2 separate regions of the Sus scrofa genome follow, and region 1 is linked to region 2. Evidence: chromatin contacts called from public HiChIP or PLAC-seq data. All regions are on one chromosome and are shown on one strand. The core of a region is the stretch at or near the end of the contact, and the rest is flanking DNA. Distances in the headings are between cores, read along the strand shown. Region 1 has its middle 11 kb from the start of SLC1A5. Region 2 overlaps PTGIR (prostacyclin receptor).

Region 1 (3,202 bases), core at 156-2,655, 150 kb after region 2:
GCCACAATGGGAACTCCTCCTCTGTTGTTTATAAGCCACCCCATCTGCAGTATTTTGTTATAGAAGCCCGCACAGGCTGCGGCAGTGACCTTTTGAAGCTGGCTCATTTCACTGGGCAAGCCACCCAATATTTTGATTTAAAATAATAACTAACATTTACTAAACACTTAACTATATCCCGGGTACTACCCTGAGCACCATGCATGTATTACCTACCTGAGCCTCTCAACAAGCCAGCGAGGTGGGGAGGCCTGTTATTGTCCTCATTTTATAGGCCGATAAACAGAGGTACAGAGAAGTCACTCAGCTGCTACGTAGTCGCACCAGGAATTTTTCTTCTCATTTTTACTTTTTTTTTTTTAATTTTTATTTTTTTAGCATTGTCAGCCTCTTGTGTTTGTCCTGTGGTAAAATATACTTAACACGACCTTAACCCTTTTAACCATTTTAAAGTGTACAATTCAGTGGCCTTGAGCAAGCACATTCACGGTGTTGTGTAACCATCACCACGATCCAGTTCTGAACGTTTTTTTCACCCCTCTAGGATTGGAACCTAGGTTTTCCACCCTCAGAGCCCAAGCAGCTATTCCTAGCCTGACCCTCAGTGGAAGAATTTAGCATAGGGGCAAGAACTTATCTCCTTGGGGTTCAGCCTGGAGGATGCTACGTAGCTATAGAGTTGTCTACTATGCCCCACCAAGAGCTGGGTTTACTAACACCAGTTCTGGGCTGTTTTCTCTGCCTAGACCCTTCCCTTCCACCTCTAGCTCTTTGCCTCCTGTGACCATGAGGGGCATTTCTAAGGCAGGGGCTGGCAAGGGGTCCCGACATGGAAGAGAACCCACAGGCCAAAAGTGGCTTCATGGGATCATCCAAGCCCCTGGAACCAGCTATACCTGAAGCCATCCAACTCAACAACTTTTTATTGAGATGAGCCAATCCATTTCCAATTTTGCTGAAGACAGTTACACTGGGGTTTTTAGCTTTTTGAAACAGAAAGGGACTGAACTGATAGAGCGGGGGTTAGCCTCTTGATTAAGGTACTGGGAAGTAAGCTCCCAGAGAAGGGAAAGGCATGAGCCAACAAGAGTGGGTAGGAACACGGCCAATTTCAGGAGACAGACAGCATATCATCAAGGTGATTGCAATGTGGAATTTATGAGAGGTCACAGCGGGGGTCACGGTGCAACCTTCTAGTTGCAAAAAGAAAAGGGACAAGGCCTGACCTCAAGGGGCCTAGGCCATGGGAGAACCTGAAAGCTTCACCCTGGGAGCAGCGGGAGCCATCAAAAGGTTTAAGCAACAGAGTGACACAATCAAGTTTGCCTCCTTAGAAGAAGCCTCTGGCCTCTGACCCATTTGCTGGTGGCTCTCTGGAAAATCATTAGGCAACAGGCATTGACGTTAGCAGGGCCCATGCCCTCTGACATGGCAGTTCTGCTTCAAGGGATTGATTCTACAGTTAGAGTCACACACGTGGGAAATCAGCACTGTTTGCATTTGCAAAAGACTGGACACCAGCCAAGCGCCCATCAGAAAGGGGCCAGCGTAATGCGTTATGGACCATCCATGCATGGGAATACTATGCAGCTTTGCAAAAGAATGAGCCAGATCTGCAAGTGCTTTGGTGGTGTGTTGGTGAATGTTTAACCGCCAGCTCTCTGGGGGAGAAAACAGTCCTGAGCTGCAGCGTTTGCCCGTGTCTGTGGTGTAAATTACTCCCCCCCCACAGCTGGTTTTAAGCTACCAACACGTGGAACATCCTGGAACACAGACTTGGAAGATATCCTCCAGGTGGGATTTTCCTAACCTCTAGAACAGAGATGGCAGTAAAATGTAGTATAATAATGAGGAGGCAATAAATCGTTGTGTGCAAAAGAATTTATTTAGGAGTTCCCCGGTGGCTCAGTGGGTTGAAGGGCTGGCGTTATCACCGCTGTGGCTTGGGTCACTGCTATGGTGAGGGTCAAACCCTGGCCCAGGATCTTCCACGTGCTGTAGCTGTGGCCAAGAAAGAATTTATTTAGTTATAAGTTTATATACTTTTTTAAAAAATGATTTTATTTTTTCCATCATAGCTGGTTTACAGTGTTCTGTCAATTTGCTACTGCACGGCAAGGTGACCCAGAGTTTATATATGTTTTAGTAATGGCTATATTTAAAGCAGGCTTGCAAAATTCCCAGAGGTTTTGCAATCGGGCCTCACAAACTGTTACAAGCCAGCCCCCACACACACATTCAGGATGAGACAGCAAAGCCAATTTGTGGACAAGGCTCTACAGGACTGTATCTCACCCCCGCACAAGCTCTCCTCCTTACTCACTCCTCTCCGGCCTGGACTTGGTACATTTCGGGGTCACTCCCACCTCAGGGCCTTTGCACTTGCTGTTCCCCTTGCTGTTCCACTCTTACCCTCTTATAACCACGTGACTCGCTTCCTTACCACCTCCAGGCCTTTGCTCACATGTTACCTTTATCAAGGTCATCTCTGACCACCTCGTAATCAAACAGAAACCTTCCTGCCACCTCAACACTCCAGCTTCTCCGCCTGCTTTATGTTTTATCAACAGCACTGACTGTGCCATCTGACCTACTATGTAATATTAAAATGCACTTGTCACTTTATTTGTTGACTGTCTTTATTTGTTGACTAGAATGTCAGGTCAAAGAGGGCAGGAAATTTTGTCTGTTTTCTTCTCTGCTGTATCCCCACTGCCTAGAAGAGTGCCTGGCACATAGCAGGTGCTCAATAAATATGTGTTGAATGAATGAATATACACTTAAGTAAAAAAAAAAAAATAAGGCACAAACTAGTAACAATAGCCCAGACATGGAAGCAACCTAAGTATCCACTGACAGATGAATGGGTAAAGAAGATATGGTTCAGAGTTCCTGTTGTGGCGCAGCAGAAACGAACCTGACTGATATCCATGAGGATGTGGGTTCGATCCCTGGCCTCCCTCAGTGGGTCGGGGATCCGGCGTTGACGTGAGCTGGTGTGTAGTTCGCAGGTGGGGCTCAGATCTGGCATTGCTGTGGCTGTGGTGTAGGCTGAGAGCTGTAGCTCCGATTCGACCCCTAGCCTGGGAACTTCCAAATGCCGCAGGGGTGGCCCTAAAAAAGCAATAAATAAATACATCAATAAAGATGTGGTTCATATATACAATAGACTATTCCTCAGCCAAAAAAAGAATGAAATGAT
Region 2 (3,014 bases), core at 187-2,686:
TTCTTAATCCGCTGAGTCACAACACCAACACCTGATGTTTCTTGACCTGTTTTTGTTGGTTTGTTCTGGTGCAGGTCAACATTCTGTTTGAAATTGCTTTTTTCAAATGAAGGTATAGTTGATTTACAGCATTGTGCCAATTTCTGCTGTGCAGCAAAGTGACCCAGTCACACATATAAGTCAATATTTTGGTTATGAAATTCAAGCAATATAAGTGATCCTGCTGTGGTGCAACGGGATCAGAGGCGTCTCTTTAGCACCGGGACACAGGTTCGATCCCAAGCCACAGTGGGTTAAAGATCTGGTGTTGCCCCAGCTGCAGCTTAAGTTGCAACTGCAGCTGAGATCTAATCCCTGGCCCAGGAACTCCATAAGCTACAGGGTAGCGAAAAACAGGAAAAAAAAAAAAATCAAACAATGTAATAGTATTTCTGCCAAGACAGCTATAAAAGTTTCTAAACTTCCTCAAATTTTTTTCAGTATTACATAGGGGTTTTTATTGTGGTTAAATACCCATAACAAAAAATGTAGCATTTTAAAGGCTACCACTGAGTGACATTTAATCCACTTGTGATGTTGTACAACCCCCACCGCAACGTTTTCATCACCAGAACCCTCTCATCACCCCAAAAGGAAGTCCTGCACCCAGGAAGCATCATCTTGAACTATTTTTAACTCTTGAAGACACCCTTCATACGAAACACAGTAACTGGGGGGAAAAAAGTCAAAATAACGAAGCAGAGTGTTGCCGAATATCAAACCACATTTACCCAGGTGCCAGAGACTGTAGCCACAACGACCACAAGGGCGAGAACAGTAACATGTATTGGGGGCTGGCGCTAAATTGCTCTTCGCAGGACTCATTTCATCCTCAGCACAGCCCTGCGAGCTGAGCTCTGGGTCATGATGACCATTCTATGTAAAAGGAAATCAAGGCTCAGGAAGGCAAACGCACCGATCCCCGCAGTGATCGGGCCTAAGGAGATGGAAAGACCAGCTCCACCTGCAGACGGCTTTCTCCTTGCTGTGTGGCCTGTAGCCGGTGAGCGCCCTCTCTGGACCTTGATTCCAGTCTCTGTAGAAAGGCTCTAATAATAGCCAGATGGAGTGAGGGTACATCCCACCGTGGAGAGGGACTGCTACTGCCTTTATAGGAAACTCAGCCTCACCTACTCCCCGCCCCCACCAGGCAGATGCATTGTTTTAACCATGAAGCAAGGGAGAAAGGGAAAGCGGAAGTGGTGGGGAGTGGAGGGAAGTCTGTGGGCTTTCCCATTCCCCCACCACCCACCACCCCACTAAGCCCCAGTTCATTCATGCTTGCCCCCTGCACACCCTTGATGCTGTGCATGAGTGCAGAGAATGGCCATGAGAAAGGGGCTGGAAATCACCCCAGCAGTCAGAAGGGGAACTGAAGGCTGGAAGTCACCCCCAGAGGAGTCCAGGGTGGGGCAGAGACTGATCTGTGTCCCCAGCAGCTGGTAGAGTCAGCGCCCGCTCTCTGCCTTGTTGAATGAATGACGTTTTGTGTTTTGGGGGGTTGCGTCTGCTGCATGTGAAAGTTCCCACGCCAGAGATCAAAACCAAAACACAGCTCTAACCAGAGCCACCCTAGTGACAATGCCTGATCCTTAACCCACTGAGCCACAAGGGGAATCCTGAATGACATTTTTGGGAGAGCTTCGAAAGGACACAGGAGGTGAGGTCAGGCTCCGTGAGGGGGCAGCCATCTATTCAGGGACGGGGGCATGGGACTTAAGTCTGAGTTCTAGGGCCAGCCCTGAGTTCCCTGCCTCCTACCCCTTTGCCCTCCAGCTTCTCCAGCTCCCCTGCATCCCATGGCTCCATCATCCTCATCTTGGAACCCACCAAGCTATGCAGTTTCCCAGGTACCTGTCCAGTGGTGTTACCCACAATGCAACAGTCTCCCGTCCCTCCCACCTCCCCCTGCTGGGACCAGGGCTCCCAAGTCCAGCGCGGGAATCAGAACTAGGAGTTCCTGTTGTGGCTCAGGGGGTTAAGAACTCAACTAGTATCCATGAGGATGCAAGTTCTGGCCTCACTCAGTGGGTTAAGGATCCAAAGTTAATGCAAGCTATGGCGTAGGTCACAGATACGGCTCAGATCTGGCGTTGCTGTGGCTGTGCTGTAGGCCGGCAGCTGTAGCTCTGATTTGACCCCTAGCCTGAGAACTTTCATATGCCTCCAGTGGGCCCTAAAAAAGAGGGGGGAAAAAAAAGTAAAGGGAAGCAGGGAGCTTGTCACAGACTCTGTGGCTTCCTTGAGGCAGAGATGGTGGGGGGGCCTTGGAGTGGGCTGGGAGAGGGCAGGGCTGTCCTCTGGAGATTAGGCATGGGCAAGTGGGGCACCCTGAATGAATGAGGGTCAGAGCCAGAACCCTAACCAGAGCAGACCTGAGTTGCACAGAAGCTGCTGGGAACTTTTCTGCTTTCTAAATATTTAGATAGTGAGATGGATGGGCAAGCGATGGCCAGACCAGGCCGCCAGGCCACCGGATATTTGGAGGGAACTGTCCTTTTTATGCTCCAGGATAATTGCTCTGGCTCCCTCTCCCCCTCCCTCCACAGCCCGCACAGCCACCCTGAAGGAGGAGAAATAGCAGCTGATCACCCCCTGAATTCAGAGGGTCAATGTTCCGGGACGCAGGGCTCCAGGATCCATCTCTGGGCTTATCCACCCCCAGCCATCAGCCATGTCCCCGAACTTCTGGCTCCCGCTCCCGGAAGTCAGGGCCGGAGAGCTCAGGGCAGATGTCAGCAGAGGGAGCAGGCGGTCTCAGACCCCCCTTTGGATGGCGTTCCCACGGTGTTGCTGGATGGCTGTGCGGCAGGCAAGGGTGCCCCCTGCCCTTCGCCCCAGGCTGACAGAGGAACCCAGCTCCCCTCCTTCCCCCTGGGAGCAGCAGGGGCCCTTGAGTCCTTCCTCCCCGAAGCGGGCCAGGCGAGGGATGTCTGCGAGTCGCCTTGGGCGGGCCTCAGGCACAGGCAACAGAA

Evidence for each region. HiChIP or PLAC-seq counts read pairs in DNA pulled down with a chosen protein or histone mark.
Region 1: a contact with region 2 is called in an H3K27ac HiChIP or PLAC-seq map of alveolar macrophages. The contact joins two enhancer-like sites. A contact is called at or near these places in 3 of 47 Hi-C or Micro-C datasets (embryonic fibroblasts, liver and subcutaneous adipose tissue) and 2 of 2 datasets of contacts at active chromatin or transcription factors (alveolar macrophages and skeletal muscle).

What each region holds. Positions count from the first base shown.
Region 1 is chr6:52,670,751-52,673,952 of Sscrofa11.1, forward strand. No RefSeq gene overlaps it. Among named protein-coding and RNA genes, the nearest start is that of SLC1A5, 11 kb to the left of the region's middle. Within about 2 kb of position 1,406, at least 7 of the 83 cell types and tissues checked have an H3K27ac peak or open chromatin away from gene starts, as enhancers often do. A contact at or near this core is called in alveolar macrophages, where this site is marked.
Region 2 is chr6:52,522,160-52,525,173 of Sscrofa11.1, forward strand. PTGIR (prostacyclin receptor) reads right to left here. Exons shown (of 2, transcript XM_003355952.4): 2 at 480-3,014. The coding sequence ends at 2,775. Among named protein-coding and RNA genes, the nearest start is that of PTGIR, 3.7 kb to the right of the region's middle. Within about 2 kb of position 1,437, at least 8 of the 83 cell types and tissues checked have an H3K27ac peak or open chromatin away from gene starts, as enhancers often do. A contact at or near this core is called in alveolar macrophages, where this site is marked.